Linked DNA regions of Mus musculus: regions 2 and 3 are each linked to region 1. The links are chromatin contacts, called in public promoter capture Hi-C maps. All regions are on one chromosome and are shown on one strand. Each heading gives the region's core, a stretch centred on a gene start, on an enhancer-like site or on the middle of the called end of the contact. The rest is flanking DNA. Distances are from core to core; before and after follow the strand shown.

Region 1 (5,126 bases), core at 1,619-4,118:
ACCCTGTCTCGACAAAAAAAAAAAAAAAAAAAAAAAAAAAAAAGAATTTAGAGTGATTCCCTGAAATTTATTTATGGGTAGCATTGTTTTTTGGCAGGTGATGAGCTACTTCTAATTCTAGGAGAAAAGGGAGAAAAGATATTATTTATCAATTGTTACATTGTTCTCTCTTTCTCTCAGTTTGTGTCTGGGGATTGAACTCGGGTCATCAGGATACAAGCATCTATACCACTGAGCCATCTCTCCAGCCAGCACCTTTGATTCTGTGTTGATTGTTCCTGTTGGAAAGAGGCTAGAGTCAGCCCATGAGGTATACAAACCAGACAGCACAGTCTTGAGAAGAGGGTTCAGCCAAGATCTCAGTGCTCACTTGCCTTCTGTAGCGGGCATCCCCGCAAGCAGAGCTCACTTGTGCAATCCCGGGAACTGGGCTGTCTTGTTGGCTGGAAAACACAAGATCTTCCGGCTATGCACGTGGGTGTCTGGGTATCACCGGATGGTGCTTTCACTGTTATCTGAGTAAGAGCAGAAGTCTGGAGGCTGTCCGGGCACATCAAAGCATGTGCAGAGCTCAGATAAAGGCCTTCTGGTTGCGCCCTCCTCATTGCCTGCGGGAGAACGTGGGGACCATGCTCATCCCGGAACGTTCAACGGGTTCAGATTTCATGGAGTAAACTCAACCTTGTTGGTCGTTGGTTCCAGAAAATTCTCCTTGGCCCTCACTCAGCCCTTCTCCTAGCTCAGAGAGAATTCCTTCCGAACTGCGCCTTTACCTTCCTGTGGTCCACCCCTCCTCTGTAAAGATTCCTTTACACTTGGAGCATCTCTTATTTTTGCTCACAGCCTCACTGGCAAATAAATAAAGAGAAGTATATAAACACACAAGCTAAGAAGCAAAACTCTCTCTTCTGTTTATTCCTTTTTCGTTCTCACAATCTATGGGGTTTGCTATGCATCCTTCCAGAACTTTCCATCTTCAAAAAGGACGGTGCTGATTAAAAAAAAAAAAAAAGCCACACCCATTGAGTTGCATTCTAGAGTCAAGCGGTAACCACACTACTCTCGCACTGTTATAAAGTGAGTCACAAAGCAGGCCTCTAAGATAGCTATTTAGGGGCCATTTCCCAATAGACCCCATGATGGAACTTCTTAAATGGTAAATTTGGAATCTGAACTCAGTCGGGCTGACTGCAGAGCCAGGCTGAGGCTTGGCTTTAGAATGTGGAATGTTAGAACGTCTCTTCATGCTCACTCACACAATGCTGGCGATAAAATATTTTAAAACATGCGTCTTAGCATTAGTATAGTGGTTAGAATCAATGCTTCAGGAAAGCATGCTCGTATATCATTTTCATGTGTGAATTTTTATTGAAATCCACTAGAAATTGTCCATAAATTTTTAAGTTTCCTTGTAGATAGATACTGTTAAAGTCCCTCTAGAAGACCACATGTCAGACATCGGGGTCCCTGGTTCCCTTAACAAAAATGTGTCACATTGCAGATAATTTAAAATATAGATGTTCACTGGGCAGGGTGGTACACACCATTAATCCCAACACTTGAGTGGGAGGAAGAGGAAGGTGGATCTCTATGAATTCAAGGCTAGCTTGGTCTACAAAGTAAGTTCCAGGACAGCCAGAGCTGTTACACACAGAAACCATGTCTCAAAAAACACACACAAAAACAGAATAACAAAAAAACCAAAACATATGTATGGGTAAATGTAAGACATGACCTAGAAAATCCAATGCAAAGCAAACAAACAAACCCCACAAGACAATGTTGTTGTTGTTTCTTTAAAGGCTGACTGTGAAGCTGAGATCGTTTTATTACAGCAGTCTGTACCTCTGCTGAAACACTAAGCCCTGATACATTTTACACATAATGTGGCCAATGTAGCCCCAAGGCTCTTGCAAAAAGACTTATCAATAGGCACTCAACTTGAAACAAACAACAGAACCCAACTGAGAACGTCAATTTCCCAGAAATCTTAGGTCTTTAAGTTTTCTCAAACACCTGGAAGATGGTCAGCATCCTCCATCCTTAGTCTACAGACAGAAATTACGATTTGGCCACTCTGGAGAGGCCTTCCTTTTGAAGGAGCCCTAGGTTGTCCTAATACATTCAATTGTGAGAGCCAGTGCATCTACGGGAGAGACTTAAACGTGAGGTTCTTTTGTTTTGTTTTGTTTTTTGTTTGGTTTTGGTTTTTTCGAGACAGGGTTTCTCTGTATAGCCCTGGCTGTCCTGGAACTCACTCTGTAGAACACGCTGGCCTCGAACTCAGAAATCCTCTGCCTCTGCCTCCCAAGTGCTGGGATTAAAGGCGTGCGCCACCAATGCCCGGCGCTTTCTCTTTTTTTCCCTTTTCTTCTTCTTGTTTGTTTTGTTTTGTTTTTACGATTATGTGTATGAATGCTCTGCCCTCCCGTATATGTGTGCACCGCCTTGGGCGCCGGGATCCCCTGGAACTTAAACTGCAAACAGTTGTGAGCCACCATGGAAGCGCCAGGACCCGAACCCGGGTACTCTGCAAGAGCAAGCGCTTGCTCCAAGCCGCCGTGGGTTTCGCGTTTCGTAATTCGAGTTACTGGAGAGTAACCAACTTGGAGTGAGGTGGTCGGCGCCATCCATGGCATTCTGGCATTCTCGCTCGCTCGCGCCTCCCGCTGGCCGCTACGAAGCTCGATCTGGTGGCAGCCCCGAACCACCCGCGACCGCTTCGCGCTGAGCAGCAGGGAAGAGGCGGAAACGGAACTGATGTCACCCTAACTCCGAGAGCGCTCCATCCCCAGTGACCACCCTTCCTTCCTTCCTTCGCTGGGCCCGGCCGGAAGCGGAAGTGGCTAAGGGGTGGAGGGGAGTTGCGGGAGGAGTGTCAGGTTACGCTCCGGCTCTGTTCGGAGTTCCAGTCGCGGTCGCCCGAGCCAGGTAAAGCGGAGCTCGGCGGGCGAGCGAGCGCGCGATCCGAGAGGGCGTGACTCGCGATCCCCGGGGGTCCGACCCGGCCTTTCCGGCTTCCTTGTGTCCCTGCAGATTCCCAGCCATGGGCAACACGAGCAGCGAGCGCGCCGCGCTGGAGCGGCAGGCGGGCCACAAGACGCCGCGGAGGGACAGCTCCGGGGGCGCCAAGGATGGGGACAGGCCCAAGATCCTCATGGACAGCCCTGAAGACGCCGACATCTTCCACTCCGAAGAGATCAAGGTGCTGAGTGGAGGGGCGTCGGAGCCCTCTTGACTCACGGGGAGGGTCCCCCTTTGCTGTAGTTCCCGCCACATTCCCAGCGTCACACCTTGGGGGGGGGCGGGGGAGGTGGCTCTGTCATAGCCCTCTTTGCCGTTCTGGGACTTGTGCCTAATTACCGATGGGAGGAGAGTCACCCTGGGCTTGGTTGAACATCATTAAGGAGAAAGCAGCTCAGGGACCGCGTTTGAGATCCTTAATTAATTAAGAGTCGAGCTAAACTGTAATTGAGCACCCGTGTCGACTTTTCTCTTCGGTGTAATTGATTGCGCGGCTTGGAGACACTTCAGGCCGACCGGCTTTTGCAAAAGTTGGGTTGGGAGTTCTAGTGTTCTTTTTGGCGGTAAAACGGGAGCACATACGTTAAGCTGGAAATGAAGTTGACTAGCTGACTGCCAGAGGTGTTTGGTTCTGACAGTTTCAGTCCACCCTGCTCACTTTATTTTAGATCCGGCAATTCCACTGGAGGAGGTCAGTGACCGAGAGTCACTCTGAACGCCAGCCAGCAGCTAATTACCCCCACTTCTCTCCCACGTTACTGAAATAATGCCTTGGACTTTAAGCAGACCAGAGCAAACAGATTTTTGCAGGCCAAGCTGAAAGTTCCTGCCTGAGCCACATTCTCTTAAAACCACAGTGAGGTGGCCAGTGCTTCCGGCTACAGGGCCCCAGTCCAAGGGCATTTGGTGATTCTAGGAGGAAAGAAGCTAATTGCTCAGAATAAACTACATTCAGGAACGTTGGCGCTCACCAGCCTGGTCTCTGTTACTTGCCGGGTTGCCAACTAATCCCCATTACTTAAACAGGCTAATTGCCTGGCCAGCTCACTCCGCTTTCACTCCCCCACCCCCACCCCCTAACTGGGCTACATAACCCACATTACTATTCTCCAGATCTTAATTTTGGGTCTGACTTTAAAAGAGCCTGCTTTTGCCAGGGAGTGGTGGCACAGCACTTTGATCCCAGCACTTGGGAGGCAGAGGCAGGCAGATGTCTGAGTTCGAGGCCAACCTGGTCAACAGAGTGAGTTCCAGGACAGCCAGGGCTACACAGAACACTTGTCTTGTGGCAGGAGCTTGTTTTCTGAGCTTGTTGCATTAGGGGAAAGGTGTGTACCTCGATCTTTAGCGTGTTTCCCGGTTGAGATTGTCCCCACCCCTAGAAGACATTTTTGCCCAAGGCTATTTAAGAGGAAGTAAAAGGTATTTGTGTTGTAGCCTGTGTATATTGGCAGTGCCCTCTGCTCTCTTTGCAGTGAACTGAGTAAACTTACTTTTTAAAAAGAAATGGGCGATGTGGTGCTGTTCTCTTCAGGGTCAGGGAGGAAGGACTTAGCTGACGTCCTTTCTCTTTTCATCTGTAGTGGCTGATGGATCGAGTCAGGGGTTCTTCCTGTTACCCCAGTTCAGCACTGGAGCTACAGTTACTTGTCCTCTAAAGCGGTGGCTCTCAACCCGTGGGCCGCCACCCTCTTGGAAGCCAACAGACCCTTCACAGGGGTCGGCACCCCAGACCCTGCATGTCGGATATTTGTATTATTACGATTCGGAACCGTAGCAAAGTTACAGATACGAAGTTGCAACCAAATCGTCTTATGGTTGGGGGTCACCACAACATAGGGGACCGTATTAAAGGGGCGCAGCGTTAGGAAGGGTGAGAGCCCCACAGCTCTCAAGCAAACCCTGCTAGTTATCCAATCTGTACGGTTCAGATCCAGGGACTTGCTGGTATCTCTCAGATAACAGCAGATCAGTATCTGGAGTGGAAGTCACAGAAGCCTCCAGGGCTCCTTCAGGGCTTTCTCCACCCTAGAAGTCCGGTGTTTGGCTTCGATTCTGACTGAAGAAGAGAAATGATGCTTATCTAACTGTGTCTCACCCCA
Region 2 (5,126 bases), core at 1,034-3,533, 1.3 Mb before region 1:
GCCAGGCTGGCCTTGAAAAGCCACAGAGAGAAAATGGCTTGCTTCTGCCTCCCAAAGGTTGGGATTAAAGGCTCATGTCACCATGCCCAGCTCATATGCAATTTTGAGAAGTTTGTTTTTTTTTTTTTTTTTTTAAAGATTTATTATTTATTATATGTAAGTACACTGTAGCTGTCTTCAGACACTCCAGAAGAGGGAGTCAGATCTTGTTGCGGATGGTTGTGAGCCACCATGTGGTTGCTGGGATTTGAACTCCGGACCTTTGGAAGAGCAGTCGGGTGCTCTTACCTGCTGAGCCATCTCACCAGCCCTGTTTTTGTTTTTTAAGATTTATTTATTTATTATATGTGAGTACACTGTAGCTGTCTTCAGACACTCCAGAAGATGGCGCCAGATCTTGTTACAGATGGTTGTGAGACACCATGTGGTTGCCGGGAATTGAACTCAGGACCTTCGGAAGAGCAGTCTGTGCTCTTAAACGCTGAGCCATCTCTCCAGCCCCGAGTTTTGTTTTTTTTTTAAAATTTATTTATTATTATACATAAGTACGCTGTAGTTGTCTTCAGATGCACCAGAAGAGGTCGTCAGATCTCATCATGGGCGGTTGAACTCAGGACCTTTAGAAGAGCAATCAGTGCTCTTACCTGCTGAGCCATCTCAGCAGCCCCCAGTATTTTTGTTTTAGTCAGATTCTCAACCCTGTAACAAATACCTGGGAAAACAAAGTTATAGAGGTTCGAAGTTTGAAACACTTAGGCCCATGTTCTTGGTGGCTAGGGGAGGGGAATCCCAAAATTAGGGACCTGGGGAGGAATCCCACCCTTTAGAATACTCAACAGGTGGGGAACTTCGGCTATTGATTGACAGGGGTACTTTCTGGATGGAGTCCATTTGATCCATGAGATGTAGATCTGAGTGGGTTTCCTGGAGCTTACAAGAGTCCTGAGGTCCATCCCTGGCACCACGTGGTACAACAGAAGGAGACGTGGACTCTCACATTTTTTCTCTGACCTCTATACTTGGACCTGTTGCAGGCATGTCCAGTATCTTCCCCCAACCCCCCACATATAATTAATAAATAAGTGAAAAAAATCAGTGAGAGCTGGGTGTGGTGGCACAGGTCTTTAACCCCTGCACTCAGGATGCAGAGGCAGACAGAGCTCTGAGTTGGAGACCAGCCTGGTCAACAGAGCGAATTCCAGGACAGCCAAGCCTACAGAGAAACCCTGTCTCAACAATAACAATAACAACAACACCCCAAACCAGCAAACAAACAAATCCGGGATCATATCGTCCCTGAAGGGTAGAGTATTCTATTAGCTACCACACTGTAAAAACCTAGTTTCATACATTTCTGACTACTTCCAGTCTTGGGAGGCTGCTGGTATCTAACTGCAAAGTTGGCGATGGCCGGTCCAGCTTTGCTTACCCTCAGTCTGGTCCTGTCAATCACACTTTCAATATCTCTTTCAGGACCCCTAGGATGATCTGGGAACCCCCCAGGAGATACCCACATTCTGAAGCTAACGACTGGCAACCTGAATTCCACTTTGTCTTGTAAAGTCACACTGTCTGTAAAAGGTCTTGTTCCAGCCCTTCAGGATCTCAGCAGTTGCTACTTGAAGGCACCGTGAAGATGGGGCTTGTAGTCTATCAACATTCACTCTTAGGAGGCAGAGTTGTCATTGAAGCCTCAACCAAGATCCAGCCATTCCTCTCAACCATGTGCGTGCAATTCTGCCCAAATTTACAGGCACAACATTTGGAAGGTTAAATGATGAGAGTTTCCGGTGTGGGCATTTAGGCGGCGATGGAAGGCCATCATCTGTGCAGAACTTGCAGAACTGCTGCTATGGAGTCACCTGCACTCCGCGGTTAAGCCCAACCAACACACTGATTGATTCCCGGGAGGTTGAATTTCGTTGGCATTTAAAGAACTTTTAAAACAACAACAAAAGATAACGCAGGGAAGAAACCTGGCTCGTTTGAAGAAGTGCTAGGGAGAAAGCATGGCCTTATCTCCGGGAACTGCGAAATGGGGCAGAGAGTCCTTCAAATGCAAAGGAGAAGCCGCAACATTAATCTGCACCACAGCCATGCACGCACTGGCCTGCAGGCACAACCCGCGAAGTTTCGCAGTGACCCTGGCGCTCGGACCGCCCAGCTCCGGCTCAGCCAATCAGAGAGCGAAGGGGCGTGACCCGACCTGCGGTTGGTCCCGGGGCGGCAGTCAACTGCGCAAGCGCTTTACGTTAACAGCGCTCGGGACTCGGCGTGCGCGTGCCTTCCAACTCTCCATCGCCATGGCCGCCGACATCAGCCAGTGGGCCGGGCCCTTGTGCTTGCAGGAGGTGGACGAGCCGCCCCAGCACGCCCTGCGGGTCGACTACGCCGGGGTGACGGTGGACGAGCTGGGCAAAGTGCTAACGCCCACCCAGGTACGGTGTGGGCCCGCCGCCGGGGAGACCGGGGGACAGCGGGGCGGAGCAGGCCTCGAGCTCAGCCTTTGTATACCGGACGGGAGCGTCACCCGACAGCCGAAAGCCTCTTCTGTAACCTTCTAATGTCCCGAGCTTGCAATCACCTCCTCAGGGAGCAGCCCGCACTTTATTAATGATTCCGGGGCCAGCGCTTTCTCATTAACCTGTGTTGCTCCTGGGGGTGGCGGTGGGGGTGGGATGCTGACGCTCAAGAGCGGTTCCAAGCTCAGAGAAACTGGGTCTAACCGTTCTCTTTATATATTTAGAGCGCAGGGTTTGAGATGGTGACTTGGAAGGTTTCCATTCGGAGCCCTGGCCGGTCTCCCTTGTCCCAAACTTTGTACGTGTCCTTGGCCGCTCTCGTTTTCCGAGGGCGGATTACTCCTCAGCTGGCCCCAAGCGGACCGTTGGCCACCATATTTAAAGGCGTTAGGTAGCTCGGGACCCTCAGTGAGGTTGTGGAGGAGGACCCGTTGCCACCGTCGGACTTCCTTGTCTCACCACTTTCTGTTAATAACGTGGGCAAGTGTTTGTCGAGGCTGGCTTGGTGTGTGTGTTACATGTAGGGTCTCACTCAGTTGTGGCCCTGGCGGGCCTTGAACTCACAGAGATCTGCCTGCTTCTGCCTCTCCAGTGCTGGGATTAAAGGCGTGCACCACATCTGGTTTTGTTTTGTTTAATTAAAATTTTTTTTTAGACTCCTGGCTCTTTAAGATTGGTTTTGTGTTTTTAATTATGTGCGAGTGTGTGGCTGTGTGTGTGAGAGAGCAGGGAGCTGTGGAGGTCAGAAGAGGCATCAGGTCCCCTGGAGCTGGAGTTGCACCCCCCCACCCCCCCCCCACAGGAGTGCCAGGAAATGTCTACCCTTTGCAAGAGTTCTTGGAACCCAGCATTCTCTCCAGCTCCAAGCTTCAGGCTTTTAGTAGCGGCCATACTTAGGAATTACCACTAATCTGCATGGGTGAAACTGCTATAAACTATTTTTTTTTTTGTCTCGGTAGTAAAAGAAAGGAATAAAAATAATAACCCTCATGTTTTACCTTTTGGGAATATAAGGTGGCAGAGTGTTGAGTTTTGAGAGCATTTCTAGATTTTTACCCCCACACTGGTTCCTTCCTACAGGTTATGAACAGGCCCAGCAGCATTTCATGGGACGGCCTTGATCCTGGGAAACTCTACACCCTGGTCCTCACAGACCCCGATGCTCCCAGCAGGAAGGATCCCAAATTCAGGCCAGTTGGGGAAAAGATGGGGAGAGGCTATCTATCATCCGGACACGGAAGTCCCTGCTGGACAGGGATGCGTGGACCTCCTGGGGTTACAGTCATTTTGTAGTGGTGGGGAGAAAGTCCTGGGCCTCGTGCAGCACAGGCTGAGACCCCCTGAGCCACAACCTCAGCCCCCCTCCCCCCGGAACAGGGTCTCTTGGTGTGAGGCCCTCATGCTTGCTTGTGGCTTCCCAGTGTATCATCTGCCTGTTATTGCCCAGCTTGAGAATGTCCTAGGTGTCTGGTGCTCACAGCCCCTCGTGTTCTGTCTCCGCAGGGAGTGGCACCACTTCCTGGTGGTCAACATGAAGGGTAATGACATTAGCAGTGGCACTGTCCTCTCAGATTATGTGGGCTCCGGGCCTCCCAGTGGCACAGGTAAGTAAAGGCTGTGTGTGTGTGTGTGGGGGGGGGGGATGGGGGGGAGAATGAGGCAGGGCGGGGGTGGCTACCACTGGGTTCTTTCCAAGCCTTACTGTAAGGACGGCAGAATCCTGCTTGTTTTTCCCCTCAGGCAAGTCTTTTCTGGGACAGTCAGCCTGTAGGATGTGGGTGCCAGAACTTTGGTTCTGATTGGGTAGGCCCTCTGTAGAACCACTTCTGGGACTCGGAGAGAGCTAGGTCTGTAAATGATTTGTGGTGGATTTGAAATATCAAAGCCAGGGCCTCATACTAGACAAGGTCTCTGTCGCCAGGCTGGCAAGTGTCCTGGGCACAGAGGGCAGGAAGGGCTGCAGGAGGCTTGCAGTGGGCTGCTGGGGGCTCTGTGGGCTCTCTGAGCCTCCTCTAATCTCTATGTAATCTCTGCTATGGGTGATCATGGAAGTTTCTGATCCTGTGAACAAGAAGCAAACACTTTTCATACTAGTGCCAAAGATTGCCTTTCATATCTCTTTATAACTCTCCCTTTCTCCCCAAAATGTGTCTGGGTACTTTGAAAAGACTTGGAAGACTGTAGTGAGACACATTGAACACACACACACATTCACACTCACACTCACTCACAGTCACATTCACACATACTCTGTCTTTCTGTGTTTTGTATTGACATGGAACATGAGAGTCCAGCCCCACAGTGCTCCCAAAGTCTCATAAGCACCCCAAAGCTGGTGGGAGACACAGTTACTGCCGGTTGCTTGTTATACACGTTTTCCTTTCACTGGAACAAGGCCACCGTGGTGGTGGGTGACGCTTGGCAGGATGCCAACTTCCGTGCATTGCCCTGCAGAGAACTGACTGGGATAACTAGTGTCCACTAAGGACAAAAGGGCCATTGCTCACGGCTCACCTTGTGTCTGTCGGCCCAGAGGCTTCCAGATGCTTTCCAGGCCTCTCAGTGTTCATCAGAGAATAGAAAGATAAGTTTCCTGGGGACTCT
Region 3 (5,126 bases), core at 1,820-4,319, 1.1 Mb before region 1:
TCAGCATTCCCATGGTGGCTCCTGATTGCCTGTGGCTCCAGTTCCAGGGGATCCGGTCCCCTCTTCTGCCCTCTACGGGCACTGGATGCTCACTGTGCACTGACAGAGATGTAGACAAACACTCATACACATAAAAAAAAAAAACTTTCTTAAAAAAGTGTATCCTAAAGCCGGGCGTGGTGGCACACGCCTTTAATCCCAGCACTTGGGAGGCAGAGGCAGGCGGATTTCTGAGTTCAAGGCCAGCCTGGTCTACAAAGTGAGTTCCAGGACAGCCAGGGCTACACAGAGAAACCCTGTCTCGGAAAAAAAAAAAAAAGTGTATCCTAGCAAAGTTGCAAAGCTGGGAGAGTATCCTTGACTGGTTAAAGTTTCAGTATTCAATCTGTTCTCAATCACTATCTCATCTTAATGAGAATTTAGGGGAAACAGAATAAAGTAAAAAGCAGTGTAGGAATTATCTGGGGCTGGAGGCTTAGGTTAGCAGATAGAGTGCTTGTTTAGCACATGCTAAGGTCCTGTGGTCAACTACTAACAACAACAACAACAACAACAACAACAACAACACACACACACACACACACACACACACACACACACACACGCACACGCACACACACACACAGAGTTTTTCTCAGATACTCTTCTGTTACATTTTTGTGACGCGCATCTTCCTATCCGATCTCAGAAGGCAGACTTTGCCATCAGTCATCCTAGGAGCATAAGCAGCATGTCTGACTGGGTGCTGGCCATCCTTTCCTCCTTTAACATAGGAGAGCAGGGAGGGAAGACTTAAAGCATAGGAAAGAAAGCTGCTAACAATGGCAGAACGCAGAAGGGAAACCTCGAGACAGGAAGCCCTATCACACTGGAATCTCATTCCTGCACAAGGGAGTTTATAATATGCACTTGTGTCCCCCCCGCTACCCCTAGCAACAGCTGCTGGCTCTGTCTACAAATCTTCGTAGGCCCCATAGATCCTCAGAGCCAGCCTCTCATGTATGTGCTTCACAGATCTCACACAGAAACTTATACACTATAATTGATGAACTCTATTAAAAGAGTTATATTTTTTTTGCAAAATTAGTACAATAAAACTGCAAAATATGAGATCTCTATTTATGTAAAGGCTAGAAGAACTCACGAATAAGTTGTTTCCCGTTGTTTTAGCCACACAAAAAGGAACCCTCTTGTTGATAGCCTTAAGTCCTAGCTTAAGTGTAGCTTTGAACCCTTCCCTCAGGGACCATGAAGGACAGGGGAAAACCGATTCCACGAGGGCATGAGTAATTACAGGAAGGACACGGTGGCAGCTCTTTGCAGTGGGGGTGTGTAAAAATCCAACAAAACACAAATAGGAAAACAATGATGGGTGGAGAAGACTTCAGAAACAAGGGCAGAGGACAGCGGCATCAGACAGTGCTGTCCACTGATTTCTTTATTGCGATTAACTATACGAGACAGGATCTCACAGCGAGGCTAGCAGGCGATGGCGATACTGGAAGCCACAACAGGAATGAAATGTGACCTGGAAGTCAAGAGAGCTGACTTCCAAGAGAAGGATTTACTACTAATAATAAAGGAAAAAGACAAATCCACACTGCAATGAGTTAATTCTGCAGGGAAGTGGAACAAAGAACTGGGAACCCTGAAAGGGGCTCAGGGACTTGAGTATACGAACTCTGAAGAAAACGAGGCAGAAGACACTGAGCAAAGTTAAAAACAAACAAACAAACAAACACCCTTAGAGGAAATTATAGACTTGAAAGATGGTCATATTAACCGCCAATATTCTTGAAGAAGATAGTGAAAACATATTAAAAAGATAAAATTAAAGCAATTCTAGAAATAAGAAAGAAGATGAAACTATAGTTTGAAAGGACCACAGTATCCCGGGTGAAATTATCATGGAATTAAATACTGAGAAGTATCCTAAATTACCAAGTTACACATCCTAAAAATAAACTCTTTAATACCAAGACAAAAAGACTCAAAGGCAAGTTTGGGATATTTACATCTGAAAGACTAGCCCAATGTCTTTTAAAAAATTAATATTTTTCATTAATACTTGAATCTACTGGTTCAAAGTTATTATTTATCATCAAAATATGCTTTCATGAGTATTATTATTTCACCATTTGCTCAAGATGCTTTAAATAAAAATTATTGCTAAAGACAAATCAAGCAGATGAGATGAAAAAGACCCAAGCAAGGCCTAGTATCATTAAGTCCTGGAAAGTGAGAGAAGAGAGCTGGAGAGATGGCTCAGCACTTAACAGCACTGGCTGAGCTTCTGGAGGACCTGGGTTCAATTCCCAGAACCCACATGTGGGCTCACAACCACCTGCGAGTCCAGTTCCAGGGGATCTGATGCCCTCTTCTGGCCTCCATTATATACATATCACCCGGGATACTGTGGTCCTTTCAAACTATAGCTTCACCTTCTTTCTTATTTCTAGAACTATTTTAATTTTATCTTTTTAATATATTTTCACTATCTTCTTCAAGAATACTGATGGTTAATATGACCATCTTTCATGTCTATAATTTCCTCTAAGGGTGTTTGTTTGTTTTTAATTTTGTTATGTGTATATATGTATATAGAAAATTTAAAGCTTTTTTAAGAAATGCAGTACTTTAACTCAACATCTACAGCATGGAAGCTATGGAAGCGGTCTGGGGATGCAGCTCAGCGGTAAAAGCCCAGTAGACCGGAAGCTCTAGAGTCAATCCCCACTAGCAGCACTCTCCAGAGAAGCTTGTGAGGAAATACAGTTAAATTCTGTAACAATACGGCTCTCAAGACTCAGCACTGTGGGCTGGAGCTCAGTATAGCGTGTGCCCGGCACAGACAGGGTCCTTGTTCAGTCCTTAATACTTCAAAACGAGGGGCAGAGAAAGAAGGAAAAGAGGGCTTGGAAGAAACGGCACAGCTGTGTCATGGCTTTTGGAGTGCAAAGGTCACATAAACTGTTTCTGTAATCTACGACCAGCCTTGCCTCGTGCAACTACAACAAAGTAAGGTATTGTTCTTGGGTTGGTGGAACACATAGTGAGGGAACGATTTCTCAGAATGACGCATGTGTTAAGGGTTTATGGTTAGCTAGGCACAGTGATTCGTGTCTGTAGTTCCGGCACCTGGGAGGCAGAAGCAGAAGATCAGGGACTTCAAGGCCAGCCTCAGCAGGTTGAGGCCTTGGCGCATGAGAAAGACACTAAGGTGTATGGTTTGATAGCGTTAGTTTTCTTTCTTTTTCCCTGTTGCTGCGATTAAAAAAAAAAAAAAAAAAAAAAAGCTTTGGCAGGAGCTGCTTAATGGAGAAAGGGTTTGTGTTAGCTCTCAGTTTCAGGTCACAGTTCTTCTTGGGGGCTGGAGGGAGGTCGAGGCAGTGGGAGCTTGGGGCAGCTGGCCACAGATGTTTGCAGTCGGAGGACAGTGATACACGGTGCACACGGCTTTCTTCTGCCTGCAGTGCACGTGTGTCTCCCACACACAGTGCACAGGTCTTCCCACCTCAGTGAACACAGCCAAGGTGATCCCCCACATAGATGCCCAGAGACCCACCTCCTGGGTGATCCTAGATCCTGTCAAGTCAACAATCAGCAGTGACCATCAAGGAACCCAATTCAACAAGTGCTACAACCCACACAGTTTATAATCAAATTACTCAGTTTCTCATTCTGGTGTGACTTGCAAATGCAGAAATGAAACAGAAGCTTCAGGGGCTAATTGTCCCAGACACCACTGAGTTAGCCTGGGAGGTTTTTTTTTCCCCTTGTCTCTCACGGCTTGTGTCACAAGCCTGCACGCTCCACTTTATTTTGAGCTGTGGAGTAACGCTGCCTATCTCCACAGGGGGCCTGTAGTATCACCACCTCACACAACAAGCCTGAGGTGTGACCTTCTGAGGCTCTGCCCTGCTAGCCCTGCATTAAATCTGCAGGGAACTTGAAGCCTGGATGTGTGTGGTGGGGAGGGAGGGAGGGAGGCTGTCCCTAAAGAAGGGAAAAGATGCTGAAAACAGGAAAACAGTGGAAAAGAGCAAAGATAAATGTGACCCTACACACTGTAGGGTCAGGGGTGTAGCTCAGTCAGGAAAATGACTGCTTTAACACGCATGAAGGGGTTTTCTCGTCAGCACCACATAAACGGGAAGTGGCCGTACAGCTCTGTAATCCCAGCAGTTGGGAGGTACAGGCAGGAGGACCGGGAGATCAAGGTTAAGGGTACACAGTGAGTTCCAGGCTGGTAAGGCTATAAGAGACTCCATCAGGAGAAAGAGAGTAGGGCTTTGAAACCCATGAACGGGATCAGAGATGATGCGGCTGGTAAAGGCACTCGTTAGCAAACCTGATGACCTGGGTTTGTCTTGAGGAAGACAGGCTGGAGGGAGAGAACAGATCCCTGCAAGTTGTCCTCTGTCCGCCACAGGCGTGCCATGGCCCCCACTCCCCACCTACACTAAATAAACAGCAAAAGCAAACAAGCCATCAGATAAAACTCACATATAAATTAAACTTACTTTTAGATTTAGTTATTTTATGCGTATGGGTGTTTTCCCTGTCTGTGTGCTGTGTGCATGTCTGGTGCCCACAGAGGCCAGAAGAGGGCTCCAGATCTTCCAGGACTGGGGTCCCAGATGGTTGTGAGGCGCTATGTAGGTGGTAGGAATCTGACCTGGGCCCTTGGCATACTAGTTGGTGCTCTTACCCACTGAGCCAGCTCTGCAGCCTCCTGCCTGTAAACTAGGAGGGAGGGTGAGGCACTGCAGAGGGAAAGGGGAGGGAGGCCGCCCCACAGGGTTTCACTTCCAGGCTTGGGTCAACAGCAACTGCTTTGCTGGGCTGAAGGAAACCCTTCCACGGCTGAGTTGACAGGACAGGAATGACTCTACAGCCCAGTCATCTGGGGCTGGGATTTAGGGAAATGAAAACCAAAACTCTAGATGAAAGTGGCCAGATCACACAGCGAGCGAGCAAGCCAGCGAGCGGGCAACTGGACAGAGTTAAAGACACTCTGTTGGGTGACTCAGCCCGGGGGTATTTACCCAGGCTGCCCTCCCAGTCATCTCTGCCCTTTCACAGAGCATTTGCCAAAACCTTCCTGTTGCTAGGCCTTGCTCCTC

What was found. Promoter capture Hi-C pulls out the DNA fragments that hold promoters and counts their contacts.
Region 2: a promoter capture Hi-C map of embryonic stem cells shows a contact between it and region 1, with 4 times the contacts expected there. The contact joins the promoter of Pebp1 here to the promoter of Prkab1 in region 1. A contact is called at or near these places in 4 of 39 promoter capture datasets (cranial neural crest, embryonic stem cells, hippocampal neurons and 1 more), 1 of 15 datasets of contacts at CTCF or cohesin (large pre-B cells), 9 of 484 Hi-C or Micro-C datasets (B cells, the G1E-ER4 cell line, Th1 cells and 3 more), 11 of 115 datasets of contacts at active chromatin or transcription factors (the 230-238 cell line, embryonic forebrain, embryonic hindbrain and 8 more) and 1 of 9 other capture datasets (macrophages).
Region 3: a promoter capture Hi-C map of liver shows a contact between it and region 1, with 3 times the contacts expected there. The contact joins the enhancer-like site here to the promoter of Prkab1 in region 1. A contact is called at or near these places in 6 of 39 promoter capture datasets (the 3T3-L1 cell line, the HPC-7 cell line, cranial neural crest and 2 more), 2 of 484 Hi-C or Micro-C datasets (B cells and liver) and 6 of 115 datasets of contacts at active chromatin or transcription factors (the 230-238 cell line, the SCID.adh cell line, astrocytes and 3 more).

The regions. Positions count from the first base shown.
Region 1 is chr5:116,022,170-116,027,295 of GRCm38.p6, reverse strand. It overlaps Prkab1 (protein kinase, AMP-activated, beta 1 non-catalytic subunit), which reads left to right and starts at 2,868. Exons shown (of 7, transcript NM_031869.2): 1 at 2,868-3,205. The coding sequence starts at 3,047. Gm13842 (predicted gene 13842) reads left to right here. Exons shown (of 2, transcript NR_165276.1): 2 at 181-885.
Region 2 is chr5:117,284,721-117,289,846 of GRCm38.p6, reverse strand. It overlaps Pebp1 (phosphatidylethanolamine binding protein 1), which reads left to right and starts at 2,283. Exons shown (of 4, transcript NM_018858.2): 1 at 2,283-2,438; 2 at 3,603-3,712; 3 at 4,026-4,126. The coding sequence starts at 2,304.
Region 3 is chr5:117,158,609-117,163,734 of GRCm38.p6, reverse strand. All of the region lies in intron 1 of Taok3 (TAO kinase 3), which reads right to left. Among named protein-coding and RNA genes, the nearest start is that of Taok3, 41 kb to the right of the region's middle. Within about 2 kb of position 3,069, at least 125 of the 459 cell types and tissues checked have an H3K27ac peak or open chromatin away from gene starts, as enhancers often do. A contact at or near this core is called in the 230-238 cell line, B cells, the HPC-7 cell line and 1 more, where this site is marked.